Linked DNA regions of Macaca mulatta: region 2 is linked to region 1. Evidence: chromatin contacts called from public Hi-C data. All regions are on one chromosome and are shown on one strand. Each heading gives the region's core, a stretch centred on a gene start, on an enhancer-like site or on the middle of the called end of the contact. The rest is flanking DNA. Distances are from core to core; before and after follow the strand shown.

The links. Hi-C and Micro-C count contacts between places; a contact is called where the count stands out from the background.
Region 2: a Hi-C map of fetal cortex germinal zone shows a contact between it and region 1, with 2.2 times the contacts expected there. The contact joins the promoter of IRF9 here to the promoter of CPNE6 in region 1. A contact is called at or near these places in 4 of 14 Hi-C or Micro-C datasets (blood, fetal cortex germinal zone, fetal cortical plate and 1 more).

The regions. Positions count from the first base shown.
Region 1 is chr7:97,182,906-97,187,004 of T2T-MMU8v2.0, reverse strand. CPNE6 (copine 6) reads right to left here and starts at 2,492. Exons shown (of 19, transcript XM_015143423.3): 1 at 2,386-2,492; 2 at 2,366-2,384; 3 at 1,754-1,868; 4 at 274-445. The coding sequence starts at 2,412. CARMIL3 (capping protein regulator and myosin 1 linker 3) reads right to left here. Exons shown (of 40, transcript XR_013396131.1): 40 at 3,682-4,032. It overlaps LOC144330191 (a long non-coding RNA gene), which reads left to right and starts at 1,243. Exons shown (of 3, transcript XR_013396138.1): 1 at 1,243-1,304.
Region 2 is chr7:97,278,382-97,282,444 of T2T-MMU8v2.0, reverse strand. IRF9 (interferon regulatory factor 9) reads right to left here and starts at 2,746. Exons shown (of 9, transcript NM_001260669.1): 1 at 2,624-2,746; 2 at 1,640-1,820; 3 at 818-1,001; 4 at 457-587; 5 at 10-88. The coding sequence starts at 1,819. It overlaps RNF31 (ring finger protein 31), which reads right to left. Exons shown (of 22, transcript XM_077940761.1): 20 at 4,004-4,063; 21 at 3,556-3,724; 22 at 3,307-3,446. The coding sequence ends at 3,393.

The DNA of each region.
Region 1 (4,099 bases), core at 1,243-3,742:
CTCTTCCTAAGCTGATCCCTGAGCTTGGGGTACTGCCTGCCCACTGGACCCTCAGTCCACTGGGCTATCATGAGGCCTTTGGGAGCAACCCCGCTGCCTCTGGGGCAATCTCAGTCCCCTCCGGGACCCCATCTCCAAGGTTACACAAGCGGCCTCGAGAAGGCACTGCAGAGTCCACATATTTCCCTACAAGGCTTTCACTGCTCCCACCCAGCCTCCCTCCTTCCCAAGCTTAACCCAGGTTAGTTAAGGAGAAACCTGAGCTGCTCTCACCTCCACCCACTGCTCATCAGAGTAGAGCTTGAGCAGCACGCAGGGATGGGGTTTGGTGAGTGTGTCTCGGTCCAGGAGGCCATGGCAGGACACCCGCAGCTCCACCCGAGAGGCCCCCAGCGTCATGGTTGGGGGCTCAGGCACCCATCCCATCTCAGGGTCCGACATGTCACTGTGGGGACAGAGCAGGTGTCCTTGACCCTGGAAAGGGAACACCTGCCAGCAGAGAGGGGTCTACCCTCTGGGGTCCCTGGGCCCCACCCCCCTTAACCTTCTTCCCTAGACCCGGGGGCCTCACGAACCTCCTGCTTCCCCTGCCCTCTGCTCAGCTTCACCAGAGCTCTGAGCAGGGGAGGTCAGTGGACCTGAGCCTCCCACTCCTGCACAGAAGCCCTGTGCTGCTGGCCTAGGTATGCATGGATGGGGCTGGAGAGGGCTGAAGGGTTGGGGTGGGGATGTTCCTGGCAGTCTTGGCTCCTAGGCCATCGATTGATCTATACTTTCTGCGGCCTCAGCACCTTCTGCTATTTCCCGACTGGTGTTGGAGCCAGCGCTGCACTCAGTCTTGGCACGAGGGAGCTAAACTAGGGCAAGGGGGTGGGGCAGGGGGTGAAGAGGCCCCTGGAGGTCTGAAGAGGATGGGTCTCAGAAGTGGAGTCTGCAGTGGGCAGGAGACAGGTTGGAAAGTCCCCTGCTGGGGTATCCCTATCCACCCCCTGCCCCCATTCCCCTACTGGCTAGGTGATGGAAAAGGAGGGGTGTGGGCTGGGAGGCAGGACCAGGGCTCTACTGAAAGCTCTTTCAGGCTCCTGGCAGGAGCTCCAACTATGACAAGCCTCACATCCCTCCCCACCTCCCCTGTTTTCACACTTCTTGGCAGCACTGGCACTGTCTCTTAGCGACAGGATTTTTGGGGAGTCGTGGCTCCCTCCATGCTGCCCGTGGGATGCACGCATGCCACCTTCCCCCAGCAGTGCTACCAAGCCTCGGGCTGAAGCAGGCAGGGGTATGCCGGCCCGAGTTCATGGCCGGTCAGTCCATCTATCTGTGTCTGTACAGATCTCAGGGTGAGGCTGTCTGATCTCATGTCATGCTTCCCCGAATGAGTGTGCATTGGTGTGTCTGAGTGCCCCACCTTCCGTGTCAGTCCCCCCATGTTGTGTGTCCGTTTCCAGGAGGGTGTGACAGTTCCTGTACCTCCCTCAGAACTGGGACCTTTCTCTGGCTGGGTATCTACCTCCCCACAATGTGTGCCTTTCTGGATATGTGAGGGAGGGTCTGGGCTGGGGGAGGGAGATCTCTGCTTTCCAGCCACAAGTCTCCCAGTTCTTGGGGGGTCCCTGAGATAGGCAGGGGCTTGTGGTGGTGAAGGGATTGGGCAGGGCTGGGATCTCTCTGTGGGCTCCAGGATACGTTGTTATGGAGACTGGGCCAAGCTGGGCTGGGCTGGGGCTGGGCTGGGGAGGAAGGGTGGGCTCACCTGGGCTCTCGGTCGGGGGCTCCTCTCTCCGGCTCTCTGGCCCTGGCCCTGACTCCCTTGCTGCTCCAGCCGCTGGCGCTGGCTCCAACTCCGGCTCTGCTGCTATTTATGGGGCCTGGATGGGGAGGGGTGGGGGGGGCGCAGCACCAGCTCCCCCCGCATGGATGGATTGGGAGGGAGAAGAGGGAAGGGGCAGGGCCACAGCCTGGGAGGAAGCCACAGAACCAGGGGAAGAGGGCGGGCTAGGGGTGGCTTAGAGGCAGGACCCCTACAGACACAGTGACACACATCTTCCCCTTCACACCACACCCACACCCAGAATTACAGAGATGCGCACATTGCAGTGGTGCATGCATACACATTCACACAGAGAAATGATGGCGACACATGCACCCACGACTCACAGGCTCACACATATCTTGACACACACAGGCGCCAGTACATAAACTCACTGTGACACCATGACAGTTACAGCCCCCGGCCGATACACATTGGGAAACATACCCCTTCTCACATCACTTTCAACATTGTTATACTAGCTAAGGATATCTGCAGTCACATAGACAGGAACACCGGGCTGTCCTTGTCACACATGTACTCACTCACACTAACCCGGAATACAGCAGAATGTAGATCTTCCCGTGCTCCTTAAAAACCATCACGTACCTTGCTGAACGTCATAGCTTTGAGAATGACGTCCAGTTCCCTAGCCACCATTTTATAAGGAGACACAGGAAATGGACATAATTGCTTAAGGACACCCAACCTCATATCCTGGTCACATGAGGGCATGTGCTGAAGGACTGACTCCCAAGGCTTCTTCCCGGTGCCACAATATACCCAACACCCCCGGAGATTCAACCTATACGGCCTTACCCTTGTGGGAGGGGCTGTGCCATGCACAGATCTTAAGGAAACAAAACAAGTCATTACTGGTGAAATTAGTAATTAAGGGAAGTAAGCAGTTGCTTGGGGAGCTGCAAACCACATGTGAAGACGTTTGGGCACATTGTGGTCTGCCATGAGTATGCAAGAGCATTTACTTTCACCCTCCATCCCCTTAAGCTGCTCATGTATTAATGTAGCAGCCATTTATTGAGCATCTCCTGGGTGTCAGGCACTGTGCCAGGTGCTGGGGCTACACAGGTGATTAAGACACAGCCTCTGCCCCTGGGGGAGGCAGATGTATGTGGAACAGAGAGACAGAGAGAGGATAAGCCAATACACATATGCAATTAAGTGTGACAGGTGCAATGTTACGGACCTGCTCAGGATGCAGTGAGAGCACGTTAAGGCAGGGTGCGATATGGATGAGTGGGGAAGCCATCAGGAAGGGCTTCACAGAGAAAGGGCCTTTTGAGTGGGATCTTGAATGCCAAGACAGTATTTGCTAGGACACCATGGGAGGCAGCGACTTTAGTTGTTGACCTCATGCCACAGAGACTTCTGTTCACCTGCAAGCCACTCTGCTATTGAGATTTCTGACTAGTGAGGGTGCCCCCAGGACGACACAACATCATGTAATTCCCCCATTAGTGTGCATGCGCATGTACACACACACACACACACACACACACACACAGGCACGCACTGCTCCCCAGTGTCCCTCTGGTACACTGGGGCTTCCAATCCCATTACACCCCCAAAAGCTGGACAGACATTGGTGTTGGTTTCTGTCCTTTTGGTTCCTTCTCCAGGGAGCTCAGCCCTGACCCTGTGCATAACACCCACCTTGACTTGGGGACTTATCAGTCCCCTTCCCTCGACAGTTCTCTGTTTTTTTCTCCTGCTCCTCTAAGAAGCCCAAGTCTATCCCTGTGGAATGTTTCTCACTTTTCTCCACTGTGGCCAAGCTCCGAGGGTTTGTGGCAAAGGAGCAGAAGGTGGAGGCAGTGAATGGGGAAGATAGCAGAGACTCGAGGCAGGCAGTGATTTTGTTTTTTTATTCTATACAAGTGGGGAGAGAGTCCCTGGGGATAGAGGGACAGAGATCCACCCTCCTGGGGGAGGAGACAAGCCCCCACCCAGAAGCTCTCTGCAGAGAGAGGCATCGAGGCAGGCATTGACAGCCTCCATCTCTCCAGGTGGCTCCCTCTGTTCTAGTCCCTGTCTCCAGCTCCCCCATGCCTGGTCCTGCCATCTTGCCCCTGTAGGACAGGAGCTGGCAGGAGGCCCTGGGGGACTGGGGGTGGCTAGGGGTCTGAGTCCTTGTGAGGCACATGTCGAGGGCTGAGGAGGGTGTTGTGGCAGTTGTCAGTCTGTTCCTGGCTCACTGGTTCCTGCTGGGGACAAATCCAGGGAGCCCTGTTTCCTGGGCAGGGACAGCCAGCCACCTGGTGTTGGGGC
Region 2 (4,063 bases), core at 1,497-3,996, 95 kb before region 1:
AGGTGGTACCTTCCTGTGGCTCAGGGCTGCTGCTGCTGCTGCTCCCGATGTCTGAATGGAGTGCTCCCCCACTGGCCTCCTCCTCCTCCTGCAGACACAGTGTCTTTTTTTTTTTTTTCTTTTTTTGAGACAGAGTTTTGTTCTTGTTGCCCAGGCTGGAGTGCAATGGGGCAATCTCGGCTCACTGCAACCTCCGCCTCCTGGGTTCAAGCGATTCTCCTGCCTCAGCCTCCTGAGTAGCTGGGATTACAGGCAGATGCCACAACACCCAGCTAATTTTTGTATTTTTAGTAGAGACGGGGTTTCACCATGTTGGTCAAGGCTGGTTTCGAACTCCTGACCTCAGGTGATCTGCCCGCCTTGGCCTCCCAAGACACAGTGTCTTTCATTGGCCCACCTCTCCCTCTAGTTACTGTCCTGCCCTCAGGCCCGCCCAGTTCCCTTTCCATCTCTTACATTATTGAGGGATTCCTGGAGTACAGAGGGACTGAGTGTGCAGTTCTGCATGGCACCCTCTTCCTCCTTCCTCTCAGAGGACACAGAACTGTGCTGTCGCTTTGATGGTGATTTCTGAGTCCCTGGCTGGCCTGTGGAATTGTTGAGGGAGACAGAAAGGTCAGGGTCTTGAGCAGGGACAGAGGGTAAGGGAGAGGTCTGAGGCAGTGAAGAATGCGCAAGCCTAGGAAGGGAAACCTGGGTAGCAGCCCCCAAGGGCACGGACAAGGCAGAGCTATGAGAAGCCTGGGGGAAGCCCGCACATCTATCCTTCCTCCCCAGTCTGCTGAGTCTAGGAGTGGTTGGGCAAGGGGAAACCCACCAGAGAAGGTTCCTGGTGGCAGCAGCCGATACACCTTGTAGGGCTCAGCAACATCCATGCGGCCCCTGTTAGGAACCTCCTCAAATTCGGTACTCTTGTTGAGTGCACAGCGCAGGCGAGTCTTCCAGACAGCGGGGCCTCCTGTGTCCCCTTCCTTATACTTTCCCTTAAATATTGCCCAGGCCTAGGAAAGAAAGCAAGGGAAAAAGAGGCAGTGTGTTACAGGCTCCAGCTGCCCCTCCAACAGGACTGGCTTTATGGGCGTGCAGCTCTAAGCTCAGAAGGGATCATGCAGGGTCTGTGCTCTGTGTTGCCATCTTGAAATCCCCAGAATTTTTTTTTTTTTTTTTGAGACAGAGTCTCACTCTGTCGCCAGGCTGGAGTGCAGTGGTACGATCTCGGCTCACTACAGCCTCTGCCTCCCTGGTTCAAGCAATTCTCCTGCCTCAGCCTCCTGAGTAGCTGGGACTACAGGCATGCGCCGCCAGGCCCAGCTAATTTTTGTATTTTTAGTAGAGACGGGGTTTCACCATGTTGGCCAGGATGGTCTTGATCTCTTGACCTCGTGATCCACCCACCTTGGCCTCCCAGAGTGCTGGGATTACAGGCGTGAGCCACTGCGCCTGGCCAAAATCCCCAGAATTTTTGAACAAGGCCTCCACATTTTCATTTTGTACTGGACTCTGCAAATGATGCAGCTAGTTTTCCTCTCCAATGTCTCCCTTGTCTGAAACCCAGGTAGACGCAAGTGCTCGAGGGTGAGTGTACCAGTGTATACACCATCCCTCACGCAGAGGAACAGTGGTTTCCAAGCCCTTTCACCTTGAAGAAGGCAGCATCCTGGTCCTCTCGGAAGTCCTGCTTGCCTGCATGCTTCCAGGGAATCCGGAACATGGTCTTAGCTGTATCATCCCAGCACACTCCGGGGAACTGCCCGCTCTCCACTTGCTCCACCACCCAGTTCCGGAGTTTTCGGGTACAGCGTGCCCTGCCTGATGCCATTCTGGGGGATAAGAGGAGCAGGAAGCGTCAGAACTGACACTTTGGGAGGGAACATCTCCTGAGACCCTGGCCATTGAGACTAGATTCTGGCAACAGGTCCCAGAGATTCCATCCATTTTCTTTTAGCTCTAGACACATTTCAACACTCTATGAGACAGAATTGTTTCCTTTCTGCCATCACTAGCAATGACAAAAAACAAAAACAAAACAAAAACCCAAACATTGTTTTTAGCATTCTAAGCTGTGATACCTGGAAGGAAACCTTGGGCATTGGTCTTAATTTTAGGACTTTTCAGAAATGTATTGTTTAGGAAGTAATTCCTTTGGTGATCATTCCTGGTGAGAGGCCCTGTCTAGATTCCCGAGCATCAGCAGAGGCAGGCTCTGCTGAGATGCATCAGGCCCTTCACCCACTGCCCCACAGCCTACACAACCTAGCCTCTGACCCCCACCCCTCTGCCATCCCCAGGAGTAGGTGGGGCAGGAAGCAGGGGTGGGGGTGGAGCTGCAGCACAAGTGGGCAGGGCCAGACGGCAAGGAAACAAATGGTCCACTGAGGCTGGGGCAATGAGCCTTCTTCCCTGAACAATCCAGCAGGAGGTCCTTCTGACCTTTGCCTACAAGAGTCTGAGGTGCTGGCCTTTGTCAGTCTCATTCTCAGGCTGAATCTCCCACTTCCTGACTTAGAGGTCTTCTGTCTATCCCGCAGTCTAGCAGAGGGACCCCTAGAACCCCCTACCCCCAATCTGGCTGGACTTTCTAGCCCTAGATCCCAGGATGACTCCCATTCTTGGCTGATCTTACCTGAGTTGCTGTCCAGGCTGTTGCAGGGCTCAGACGACCTCAGCTTAACTCCTGGCTGGGCGGCTGATCTCTCCACCCCTTTCTACAGTCCCCACCCTAAGTTTCAGTTCTCCTCCAGGGAGGGCCTTTTCCCAGAAATCACGTGGTCTCAGAGTTGCAGGGAACTGGTGGCCACCAGGGGGCAGCAGCATCTAAGCATCTCACTATCAGGATGCCACTGTCGCAGCAGGGGGTCCTGCTCTACCGGCTCAGCTCCATCCTGGCTCATTCCCCTTCCTCCCTCAGATACTCTTGCTTGTATCTGACCTTCTCTGGGTGACACTGCGGCTTCCCCAGGGAGGCCAGTTTCCTGGAGTCAGGCTTGGGACCTCTGGATTGCTGTGTACACCTGTGCATCTGTGTTCCCCTACAGTGCCCACCTGATACATACTGGGTGACTTCAAATACCAGTCGAATTCGATGAAAGGAAGAAAGGAGGCAGGGAGGGAGGGAGCCCAGGCCACGTGGCTGGATGGGGAGGGCCTCCCTTGACCATCCAGGGTGTCAACTCCTTCCTGGTCCTGAGTCCAGGGAGGGTCAGGCACTAGGTTGCAGGGGGCCCTTTTCAGCAAAGCTCTGTTCACCCCACTCTTTCCCTGGTACCCCTAGATGGTGGCACCAGGAAGAAGGACCACCAAGAAGCCTGGGTGGTAAGATGCCTCTTTATTGGTGCTGGAGCTGTTCCTGAGGGAGTAGGCCATGGGACCCTCATCGGGACCCTTACTCTCAGCTACTTCCTCCTGCGGGGGATACTCTGTCCCAAGGGTACCTCTTCTGTCAGCTTCTGCAGGAGAGAGAAGGTAATGATATTAGGAGCCTGGAGCTCAGACACAGCCTGCACCAGGTGACTTCTGTAGGGTGGGGTCAGAGGTGAGGCTGGGTGGAGGCTATACCTGTAACAAGCGGGCCTGGTAGGCAGGGGGATCCTCTCCAGCCAAAGGCTGGGGGCGTACGTGTAGGTAGCGCTCAGTGGCCGTCTCCAGTTCTTCCACCTCATACAGGGTGGCTGGGTCCAGAGAGTGGGCATTGATGAGGCTCACAAGATACTCTTTGTAGTGTGCCCTGGGGAGAAAAGGGAGCAGAATATTTGTTCTGTTGACTAATATTAACTGAGTGTGTCAACATAGCTGGGCTCTGAGACACTTAGACGAACAAGATTAACAACCCCTGCCTGTGCCCACACTGCATGCTACTATCTATCCATGCCCTTGCCCAGAAAGCCTCCTCCCTTCTACCCACTGCGAGACCTACTGCTCCCAGGGACCCACTTTACTGCCTGGGCATGCCCTCACCACTTCTACCCACCGCCCAACACCATGCCCATGTCCTGCTGACACTCACTGGCACAGGCCAGCATAGCCAGCTGGAGTTTCCTTGCCACAAGCTTCATCCCTGAGCCCA